2 separate regions of the Gossypium raimondii genome follow, and region 2 is linked to region 1. A link is a contact called in public Hi-C data. All regions are on one chromosome and are shown on one strand. The core of a region is the stretch at or near the end of the contact, and the rest is flanking DNA. Distances in the headings are between cores, read along the strand shown.

Evidence for each region. A called contact is a pair of places that touch in the nucleus more often than the background predicts.
Region 2: a Hi-C map of leaf shows a contact between it and region 1, with 2.3 times the contacts expected there. The contact joins the promoter of LOC105791303 here to the promoter of LOC105791300 in region 1. A contact is called at or near these places in 2 of 2 Hi-C or Micro-C datasets (both in leaf).

The regions. Positions count from the first base shown.
Region 1 is chr8:34,907,107-34,913,033 of ASM2569854v1, reverse strand. It overlaps LOC105791300 (transcription factor MYC2), which reads left to right and starts at 3,014. Exons shown (of 1, transcript XM_012619320.2): 1 at 3,014-4,837. The coding sequence starts at 3,235. The coding sequence ends at 4,626.
Region 2 is chr8:35,073,748-35,079,762 of ASM2569854v1, reverse strand. LOC105791303 (cytochrome P450 78A3) reads right to left here and starts at 2,998. Exons shown (of 2, transcript XM_012619321.2): 1 at 1,928-2,998; 2 at 917-1,747. The coding sequence starts at 2,905. The coding sequence ends at 1,124.

The DNA of each region.
Region 1 (5,927 bases), core at 1,765-4,264:
ATTAGACATTTATCCGCAAGGTTCAATGAACCTATATTGTGATAATACTTCAGCGATTAAGATTGCTCGCAACCTAGTTCAACATGAACCTATATTGTGCCTAGTTTATGCATGTTGTTGTGGAAGCTATAGGAATCTTACTCCCTACTCCCTACATAGCACTAAATTTTGTGTAATCACTAATAAAGAATTTTGTGTCCATAATTTGATTCATCGAACAATCTTTCCAAGACAACTACAAATTCAATGATAGTCTACCCAAGCTTAGGTCATGTGAAGATTAATGTCAATGTTACATGTGGTGCTAATACATGCATAACTATCATGGGGCTAGAACTTAAGTCTTGCAAACCCTGTAGCCTTAGACAAAAACTTAGCTTCAAATCTGCCTAAGTCAGCCTAACTCTCAAAATATGATAATTCTGAATGGAAATTCTCTAAGGCACCAAAATAAAGCAAAAGCAAACTCTCAAGCGAAAAAGCAAAAACCAAACAGAAAGCCATAAGAAAAATAAGCACACCAAGTGTTTAAGTAAATGCTCTCAAAATGTTTCTATTACTTTGAAGAAATACAACTAAATGGGGTGATTACAAATGAGGGGGAATGCCTCTATTTATAATTGAGCTCCCTTAAATCCAACAGTATAGTTTAAATTACATCGATGGTCAAGATCAAAGCCTATCTACAATATGAGAGTCCAAAAGGATTTAAAATTTATACAATCTTATCTATTATGAATTACAATATTTACCATGGTAACTCTAGTTTTATGGGAGTGTTCCACTGGGCCACCAAGGCTTCAAGTAGATAGGCTTTTCCACATGTTCTACAAACTAGGCCAATTCAAGTGGGCCAAAATGAGCTTCATTTATTCAGTTGACCACCATGGGACGTTCTATGTGCATTTGTCACGGGCTTTAATCCGTGACTTGTGACACATAAAGGGGCTTGGATGTATAGTGCTAGACGAGGATGGTTTGGTTTTGGGTGGAGTTGCAATGAAAGCCCTTGATTGTTTCGAGTCGAATTGAGCAAAGGCTTGTGCCTTGATGTTGAATCAAATTCTTACTTTATAATTTCTTAGTTTTCCCATGTAACACTAATATGTCTTTGCTAGAAAAATTTGTTACTAAGGCTCACTATATGTTTTTAGACTTTAATGCTTTACTTTGACTTGTAGATTGGCCAATAAAGTCATTGATATACTTAGCTACATGGGCTTAGTTTTTTTTTTTTTTTTCTGACAACGAGCACCGTTTTGGAGTGGATTACCTTCACAGTCTTCGTGATCTTGTAAATGCAAATATTATTTGATTTGATAAATGGAATTACCGTTTGTGGTCTTTAATTCAAAAAAGAATCTCAATTTTTTATTCATAACTTCATATTGCATTTTATCCCAAAAGGGAAAAAAAACTCTAGTACATGAAGTGGAAATTAAGACTCAGTTTGGTTTCTAAATATATTTTTATTTTGTTTTGTTTTTATTTTTATTTTTAAAAACATTTTTTTATTTTCTGAAAATTGGAAAACACATTAGTAAATAAAAATATTTCTTTTAATAATGAAAGCATGTTTGACACCTATCTTACTATAATAGAAACTTGAGAAATAAAATAAAAAATATTATATTTATGTGGATTGTATCAGAGTCACAAATTTATTATTTAAAATTTGCTGAAAAAAATATTTTTTTTTGCGTTTATATGGAATTGAACTAATGTCAATTCATTTATGATATGTTTGATAGGAGCATTATTTTTATTGTTGTAATTTATCAAATAATAATAAATTAATTCAATTGGTACTTAACCAAAGTTAGAAAACCATTGCTTTCAATTTCTTTTAATTTTATAAATAATTTTAATGAAAACAATTAAAAATTTTTTTTAATTTCCATATTTTTATTTTCTAAAATATTTTAAAACTTTCAACTAAACACGTTTTATTCAATATTTTCTTTTCATTAAAAACAAAAGGAAAACGAAAATCGTAAAACGAATAACTCTAAACATTTACACCTTGATACTGATTTTGAACTTTCTTATTGACAAATTGACATTTCTTTATAAAGGCCGGATAGTCAGTTAGTAGTTAAGATTTAGGGTCAAATAATTAAAAATGAGTGGATAATATAAGTTAAAAGCCTGTGATTTTCAGATTGTTTTCTTGGCCACATAACTCTTATAAAAGTTGGGACATTGAGTTGTTAAATCACTTATTTACATATATAATTAAAATATAATTTTAACTTAAAAATATAATAAAACATATTATGAAATTTTTGTGTTAAAATTAAATTCCATTATGCTTCTTTATTAAAAATGAGTAAAATTAATTCTTTTGTATTAAATCTATTAAAATTTTATTTATTTGACGCGTATTTCATGTTAACGTCTAATGACCAGCTTTTTAATAGTAGAATAAAAGATTAGTTTGCTCTTTCATTTCTTGTAAAGAAACTAATATCCCCATTTTTCTATATAGATGGTAAAATACAATTTGACTCTAATATAGGAGCTTTTTATACTTTTATCCGAAATATGTTATAAGTTCTTATGCTTTTCACAAATTTTGAATTTAATCTTCGTATTTTTATTTTTAAAATTTAGTCTCTCGCTTTTCATCTACTTTGTTAATACTATTAATTTTTTAATTGATGTGATATTTTGAAATAAAATATACTTACTTGATAGTACTGCAATTAAAATATATATTATAATAAACTTAAATTTAATAAAATTAATTTAATTATATTAGTTTTAAAATTTGAAAAGTCTTAAAAATAAAAAGTGATTATAACACTAGTACTAGAAGACGAGTTGAAGATTGAAATGTCCAGAAGTAGTGAATCGAATTTGGAAATGACTAGCGAAAGGTGCGACCCCAGAGGAAGCCTGAACCTCGCAACGAATAGAGACGATGCGCATCAATATCACATCACATCTTCAACTTTGGAGCTCAGCCTATAGTAGGATTTTTCACGTGATAAAGGTGCCAAGCATGCGCAAAAAACAGTTCCCACACGGATGGCCTTTTAATGCCCAGGAAATTCTTGTTTTCCCCGAACGCCCCCACACCATTGCCCTTTTGTCTTTGCTGCTGATCCCTTTAATTTCTCCTCGTATATTTTAGCTTGCTGCCGCCGAATCCCTCTTTGGGTTACTTAGCTTTTAGTAGTTTGGAAAACCTTATCAGAAAGAAATTGGGTTGGATCAGGGAGCAGCAGTATTATGTCATCATCTTCTTCATCTTCGATGATTAGCTTCGGCCTAGACGCCCCTCCGCCGACGCTGCAACAGCGCCTCCAGTTCATCGTCCAAAGCAGGCCTGAATGGTGGGTATACTCCATCTTCTGGCAAGCTTCCAGGGATGCTCATGGCCGCCTCGTGTTTTCTTGGGGTGATGGATATTTCCAAGGGACCAAGGGTTTTGCAGGCAAATCCGGAAATAAGCTAAGCCAACCCAGATTTGGGAGAAGAAGATCGGGGGAAGAGATTCAATCCGTTTTCTGTGAAGAGATAGACATTGAGAGGATGGTGGATGGCGATGTCACTGACTACGAGTGGTATTACACCGTATCAGTAAACCGATCTTTTGCTATAGGAGATGACATTCTTGGGAAGGCTTTCGGCTCAGGCTCCTATATTTGGTTGTGTGGAGATCAGGAGCTCCAACTGTATGAATGCGAGCGAGTCACAGAAGCTCGAATGCGAGGAATCCAGACCTTAGTCTTCCTTTCGACTTCCTTCGGGGTAGTTGAATTGGGATCTTCAGAAATGATCCAAGAGAATTGGAGCTTAGTGCAACTTGCAAAATCAATCTTCGGTTCTGAGATTAACTGTCTTGGTTCCAAGCATCCTGGCCTTGAATCTCAGCTCCAAATGTCAACCCAAACTGTCCCTTTTCTTGATTTCGGCAAGGTTGCAAGTGATCAAAAGGAGTGGATTCTTGATGACCGAAAGCAACAAATTGAGGCCAAGAAGGACAATTGCGTTTTATTACGCCCCTTGTCATCGGACTCCGGTGCTGATTCTGAGATGGAGTTCAGCGTTGGGTCGAAGAAGAGAGGAAGAAAGTCGGGGACTGGAAAAACAACCCCTTCAAACCACGTGGAAGCAGAGAGGCTACGGCGTGAGAAACTTAATCATCGATTCTATGCACTTCGATCTGTGGTTCCTACCGTGTCCAAGATGGACAAAGCATCTTTGCTTTCAGATGCAGTAGCCTACATCAAGGAGCTCAGATCTCAGATTGATAAACTGGATGTTAAACTCAAAGTTCAATCCCAAAAAGCCAAGTTGAATGCCATCAATGTTTCGAATAACCAAAGAAATGCATCCACATTTGACAGTACAAGGCCGACCTATGATTATGGACCAAATACAATGGAAGTTGATGTCAAGATTATAGGGTCAGAAGCCATGATCCGAGTTCAGTGTCCAGATGTCAATTACCCAGCTGCGAGACTGATGGATGCCCTTAGAGACCTAGAGCTTCATGTGCACCATGCCAGTGTATCAACCGTGAATGAGCTAGTGCTTCAAGATGTTGTTGTCATACTACCTGCTGGATTTATAAGCGAGGAGATGTTGAGGACTGCTATCTTTCAGAGATGCAGTTGAATTTGCTGCTTCTTCACTGAAGTTATATATCAAACTTTTCCTTTCTTAATATGGATTATCATGAAGCCAAGCCATATAAATGTAACATTACTACTTATTCTCCTCCACTTTCAAGTGAAATCATTTTCTTCTTGAGAGTTCCTATCCTATGGCCATCACAATCGGCTTTATTAATCATAAGCTAATCACTCTTCCTGCTTTATAAACTTAATTTCTTTGCCTTTCAACTACCCAACGATATGCTTGTTTGATTACATATTTTTATGTATCCATCAAACAGAACAAATTCAAACCACTCTGGGATGCTATTAGACTAGGATTGCGTCTTTCATGTCTCCAAACAATTAAAACATGAAATACTTCTTTTAATCACATTTAAACAAGGCATCCATTACACAGTGATCCCTAGCGCAATTCTAAAACCACCCTAGTGTTTCAATCAGGTTATACAGATTTAGGGTTTCAGATAGAACACATTCGCAATGTCTTTATATAATAAGTTATATAATTTTCACATTCGAGGGTGAAGTAAAATGTTTTTTTTGTTTAAAATTTATTTAGTAATGAATATAGATGAAATGGTAATGAATTTTTATTTTAATACTACTCAACATGGATTTGTAATTTTAACTCTTTTATTTAAAGAATATATAAAAGGAGTCTATACTTTTATAACTAAGTTGGTGACCAATATTAATTATATATGATGAAATTGCACTTTAGTTCTTCAAATATGTTAAAATTATGATTTAGTCATCATGAAATATTAATAAAATTACATTTTAGCTTTTATAAAAATTATAATTTAATTTTAGCCTTGGAAAAATTTGTGGCCCATAATTATAATTGAGAGAAAATTAGAATAAAACTCAAAAATTCGCATTAAATAAATACTAGCTCCACGTGAGTGTTAAGTATTCACAACTAATTATGAAATATAGTGTGATAGTTGCTCACATCATCTTTTAATCGTATGATCAGAAATTTGATCCTCACTCATGAAAATAGAACACATCTTAAAATCGTTTATCTCTTGAGCTCATTTATGGAATTTACATGACATGTTAAATTACTCATGTATTGAATGTGTGGATATTTACAAATTACATAATATTTTATGTAACCAACAGCATAGCACGCCTCTAACAATTCAACCGTCGTATAATTATTTATTTTATATTCTTTTTAGGGTTAAATATAAAATTTGTATCCGAACTTGTCCACTTCTCCCATATTGATACTTATGATTTTTTTTTGTCTCAGATTGGTACCCGAACTTTTTTCCGTCTACTAGTTTGGTA
Region 2 (6,015 bases), core at 1,749-4,248, 170 kb before region 1:
TATTTTAATATTTTAAATAAATTTTATCATTAATAATTATTTAAATTAAATATTTAATAATAATATTTTCAATAATCTTTATTATTAACAAAGTATGATTCTCTCAAGTTTTGATCTAATCCGTTATATGAACACATTAAAAAGACCTTACACGTTAAGTCAAGGTTATAAAAGTTTACAATTTATAATTTTTCCTCGTTACCTTGTAGGTATAAATTCAAGTATATTCATATATTATATATATGAGTTGAATATCTTCTGCTAATTTTAAACTAGTAGTTTGATTTAGATGTAACATATTTTTCCATAGCGGTTAGATTTTTTTTTAACACATAATTTTTTATGTAAGCTTTGCTAAGGTGGCATGCCATAAATTTTTGTTGACGAGAAAGTTAGGCAATGAATTAATTTAAAAATTGGATTTGAGAGTAGGTGATGTTAATGTTGTTGCTGGAGCAATAGGATATTATCTATGAAGAGCTTATTTTCTCACAATTATATAATTTTACAGGTTTTAAGTTTTATGTACTAGAAAACGAGAAAACAATTGTGTTTTAAATTTGAAGTTTTAAGCTTTAGAATAATGAATCGAAGTTGTAGCAACTGAAAAAGAGAAAACAAGCAACAATTGTGTTTTTTATTTTAGATTGAATAAATTGAAAGGATAATTTTGTTCTTTTACTTTCCTTCTATATGGAAAAATAACTTTTACGCCAATTATTAAGAGAATCAATTTTCATTGCTGGTGATAAAAGTAACTTAGTAGAAAACATTCTAATAAAGGTAAATTAATTTTTCATCCCAAATGTTAGAATAACATTCTAACCAATACATTCCTTGAAAAGTTATAACTTTCCATACCAAAGCCTCCCTACTGTTGCCTTTGGAAATTGAAAAAAGAAATGAAAAGTGAGACGATCAAAACCTTATTGCAGTTAAATAAAATTACGTAGTATTATCCATATATATAGTAGGGACGTAGGTCAGGAAACATTGATATTTCTAGAGAAAACATCGAGATATATACATTTTAAATCTTACCATATATATCTAACAACTGGTTACTAAAAAAGGATAGTATATAATCTCAGATTGAACCATCATAAATTGTGCGATTATCATTTCATCTGCGCCTAGGCTGCACTTTGACCTTAAGAGGGTTAGCCATTTCGCAGGAGAGCCTAAGCCTTTCGGTGAGATCAACTGGATTAGCATCCGATTGCACCCACTCGAATTCATGCAATAAGGATCCCACCCAAAAGTTAACACTGGCCAAACCCAACGTCTTACCTGGGCAAGTCCGACGGCCTGACCCGAATGGCGCCAGCCTGAGGTCTGACCCTAACACCGAGAATTCCACATCAGTACTACTGTCCTTGGACACGAATCTCTCTGGCATGAACTTGAGTGGGTCCACCCAAATTTCTGGGTCCCTGGTGATGGCCCACATGTTAACCATGGCTGTGGTCCCAGCAGGCACGTGATATCCATCAATAGTAGCGTCTGTGATTGCCAACCGGGCCCATGATAGAAGTGGGCCAGGTGGGTGCAGCCTCAGAACCTCCTTCACTACTGCCTGCAGGTAAACCATCGATTGAATATCTGATTCCATTAACGCTCGTGATTTCCCCACAACTTCATCAAGCTCCGCCTGCACTCTTGACTGGATTTCCGGGTGAAGCACCATTCTCGCTAGTATCCACTCTATTAAAACCGCCACAGTGTCCGTTCCTCTAAATATCATCTCCTGCGTAATTAGGACAAAGCAATTAATTGTACTTAAAAGCTAAGAAAATGTACATATTATCGTAATCTAATCATCAAACTGATCCAAGATTCCATCTTCGACTCTTTTCCCATCACAGCTAGAAAGCAAAAAACCATGCCTATAAAAAAATAAAATAAAATTGCTTGCTTTGTTGCTTACCCAAAGTACGGCAATCATATCGTTGTCCGAGAGTCTATCAGGTCCAGTAAGAGAAAGTAAAACGTGCGCGAAATCATGGTTTGTTGTCTCAGGTTGCAGTTTATGTTGTTGAATGATTCTACTCACAAACTTGTTCACTTTGGGAACAAGTTGGGTGCATCGAAGCCGGATTTTTTGAAGGTCTAAACCAGCGAGCCATGGGAGATGATCAGACCAATTGAGCTTCCCTAATAGGTCGTAACCTTCTTCGACAAGCTGGCTGAGTTGTTCAGTTTCAGTATTTGACGAACCAAGTTGATACTTGCTGCCAAACACCGAGCACATCATGTTGTTAAGAGATGCTTTCTTGAGTATATCCCGTACGGAGATTTCTCCGGTTCCACCCCGACATGCTATTATAGAACGCATTTGAGAGGCGATATCAGACCTCTGTGCCTCGGTGAAGCTGATTTGTTTAGGACAAAATAGATGTGTGGCAGCAATTCTTCTGAGGGTTCGCCAGTAAACCCCATAAGGAGCGAAACCAATGGCTCTGTTGAACATTAAACTGTATGCCGACTCTTTCACTGGACGATCAGCAAAAACGGAACTGTTAAGAATCTCTTTGGCTACATCAGGGTTGCATGTAACCATAACCCTTGTATCACCCAAGCTAAAGGCCATGAGCCGTTTAGCATCAAAACACTTAGCTGCTGCAGAAATTTTATGGTGAGCCAGATTAAGCATGATGTCCATGCTTCCCAGCACTGGGAAACCTCGTGGCCCTGGAATGATGTTATTGTGCTTCGTGGCACCTCTCTTGCGGAGCCAATGATACTTACCCCAGGCAGGACCTCCAGGGTACAACCAAAAACAGAGGGTCATACCCAGCCAACCCATGCAAAGTAAAAGAAGAAGCCAAATGGAGTTTTGAGAGGAGAAAGTTTTGCATTTGGAAGCAATAAACAAAAGCCAAAAGCAATCAGAGTTGGTTTCCATGGAGATCAGGAAAATGGCGGATGATATTTTGTTTGTTTGTTTGTTTCCTCTTCTGGTTGAGACTATGAAATGAGAGCGTCGCTTATATAGAGATTTTTTTTTTTTTTTTGTGGACTACAAGAGTAACGGTTAAACAGAAGCATTATGAGATATGCCACACGGATCGGCATATATCAACATTATAACGTAATTAAACAAAATCGATAAGTTAAAATCGATATCATTGTGCGCCGCCACTAGCAAAACCGAAAACGAGGATTCATGAGCATGGGGCCCCTTGCATTCCCCACAGTCGTTTCTGCTCGTGGGGTTCATTTTCTTGGAACACGTAAGCCCCTAGCTTCTACCATTCTATCTTTTTCGATCCACAGCTATCAAACCACTAATATCGAAGGCTAGTAGCAGTGTATTACTGGTAATAATTGAACAAGGCAGCCATTCCGATTCGCTATGTTAATGAATTTGGCATCGCTCTCAGAATTTAGGCATCGGCGGTGTATGTGGTGGTCCTCAGCGAGCCCTCCACTTCCAGGCCACATTAATCAAATATCATTCTTTTTCAAACCCAATCATGTCGATGTAGTATCTTTCTCTTCTTTTTACTTCTTTTTTATAATCTCATGGACACAAAACTTTTACATGGTTATAAAAAAATTCATGAAAGTAACTCTTTAAGTTTTTCGAAAAAGAAATTAAAAGAGCAAGAATCATTAAAACAAACTAGCAGCGGCATTGGTGAATGTTAATTAGTATTTGATTAAAATTAGCAAAATAAACAAGCATTTTTAAGACAGTTATATATATGGGGTGAGTTTGGATGGGTGGTAAGTGCGTTTAGTTTACTTTTTGTCTCACGCTACAATATCGTTATAGTATTTAATATCGTCACCGTTATTTTTATACTAACTACAGATAAACACATCAGTCATCCAAACCCATTCATAATAATTAACTCAAGTGAGACCACCTTAAAAAAATAAAGAAATATAATATCCCTTTAATTCTCTCCTCATGCAGTTTATTTGTCTCCTCAGGTAGGATTTGTTTTTATGAAAAATATATTTTTTTGTAGAGAAATGATTCTTATATATTTATTAAAGGTGTGATATTTCATAAATGATATAATCAGTAAATATACTTCCTACTGAAAAATGTGAATTTGAACCATTTTGGCGATTTAAAACGTGGAAGTTGAGCCACACGGATTTGGAAATGAGAGTGGCCGAAAGATCTTGACGGCCCAACAAAGATCTTTGATGCTAAAGTAGTAGTTTTTATTCTTGTTTATTTTACAACAGAAGAAAAATCTTATGCGGGTGAGCTGAATAAAAGTTACTTGACGCTAACACGTGTGGAGACGTTGCTATCGTGCCCTTGAAATTGAAATGAACCCACGAATCTGGGTTGGATTTAGGCCGTACCCCACTATCGCGAGTAGCCGAATCCCACCCCACCCTCCATGCCTCATCGCCACGTGTTCCTTGCATTCTCTATCTGTCCTCTTTCATGTTCATCACTTGCTCCAGTGGTTTCTAAGGTCCCAATGAAATGGCTTTGGGCTTTTAGGACAACCACCCCCACTCAAAGGCGGATCCTTGCTGCACCTCCAAAATTTTGATTTTTTTTTCTCAAACTTTTTCAAATATTTTAATTAGGCTTTCTCTAAAGTTTTTGAAAGTTTTTATTTCTTTTTGAAAGTTTTTAAAAAAGGTTTAATTAAATTCCTATTTTTTAAAAAAATTCTAATTAAATTGTAGCACTTTAAACTCGATTTAGACTTTGCGACCGAATTTTGGAGGTCACATTAACCACCGAAATGACCAAATAAAAACAACCAAACTTTTAGAAATTTATTTTTAAAGTGTTTGCTTATTTTCAGAAAACCGTAATGGCTTTTATTTTATAAAAACGTTAGTGTTACCGAGTTTAAAATTATATCTAATTAAACAAAAGTTCTTATTAATTTTGGAAACATATTTGACTTATAATTTACTTTTCAAAAATTTAAGTACGGATTTTGCGGCAGGATAATATGATGACTTTAATTTAATTCGAGTAGCATGTATTGTTCGGTTTCAAAATAAGCATCTAAATCCAATCAGTGAGATGAGTATGCATGCATAAAAACCCCAAAACAAAGAGAAAACCCAAACCACAGACCAAATAATTTACAGTCCAAAAGCCAAATAAATTTAGAAAAAAAATAAACAAAATAATTTATAAGTCCGAAGTTCGTCGTATGTCCGCATGCCATGTCTGATCTTAGTCTCGAGCATTACTTGAGATGGTTGAAACTATGGGGTGAGCTAACTAGCTCAGTGTGAGTCTAAACAATAAGAACATTCAAATATCATTCGCCATTAATAACATTGTGACACAAACATAGCATAAACATTACAATTCGAAAGTGTCACGGACAAAACATAATGCATGATGATTTTCTACCCTAACCATCCGCTACACACAACGAGTTCCCCATAACTCATCTGCCAAACTCCATACATTGCGAGCTGAGCTCGATGTGGTTAAACCACCATTATACGTAATGCAGATATACTACCATTCAAAATAAATGCAATATAATCGTCATTCTCCTCATTACTCCTAGTGTAGTGCACTGACAACATATATGCTGACTTAATATGCCGCCATTACTCCACGGAACTCCCCCGTCATCCACATAATCCCAACCCATGAACATGCGATATGCCATATAAATTTCAATCAAAATCATGTTTATATTACATTCTCAGTTCAATAGTATGTTTTGCATGCTCTCATAAAAACATTCACTTCCGTTCGGTAATAACATTTATCAATCATTCAGTTTCACCATCAATATGATTACATTCCAACATGCCATAGTTTTATTATCATTCATAAGCAAATTTCCAATGCATGTGTAGCAGTCTTTCATTCAATATATTTCATAGCATTTAACCCAAACATACATTTTATTTTCATTCTAATACATGCTACTCATACAACCAACATGTATTATATCACAAAATAATTCATATTAATTCATACCAATACCAGACATTCAAACATTTAATCACTCATGCAACCTTGCAAACATGCCATTTAACTAGGGCTCAAAATGTACCTGA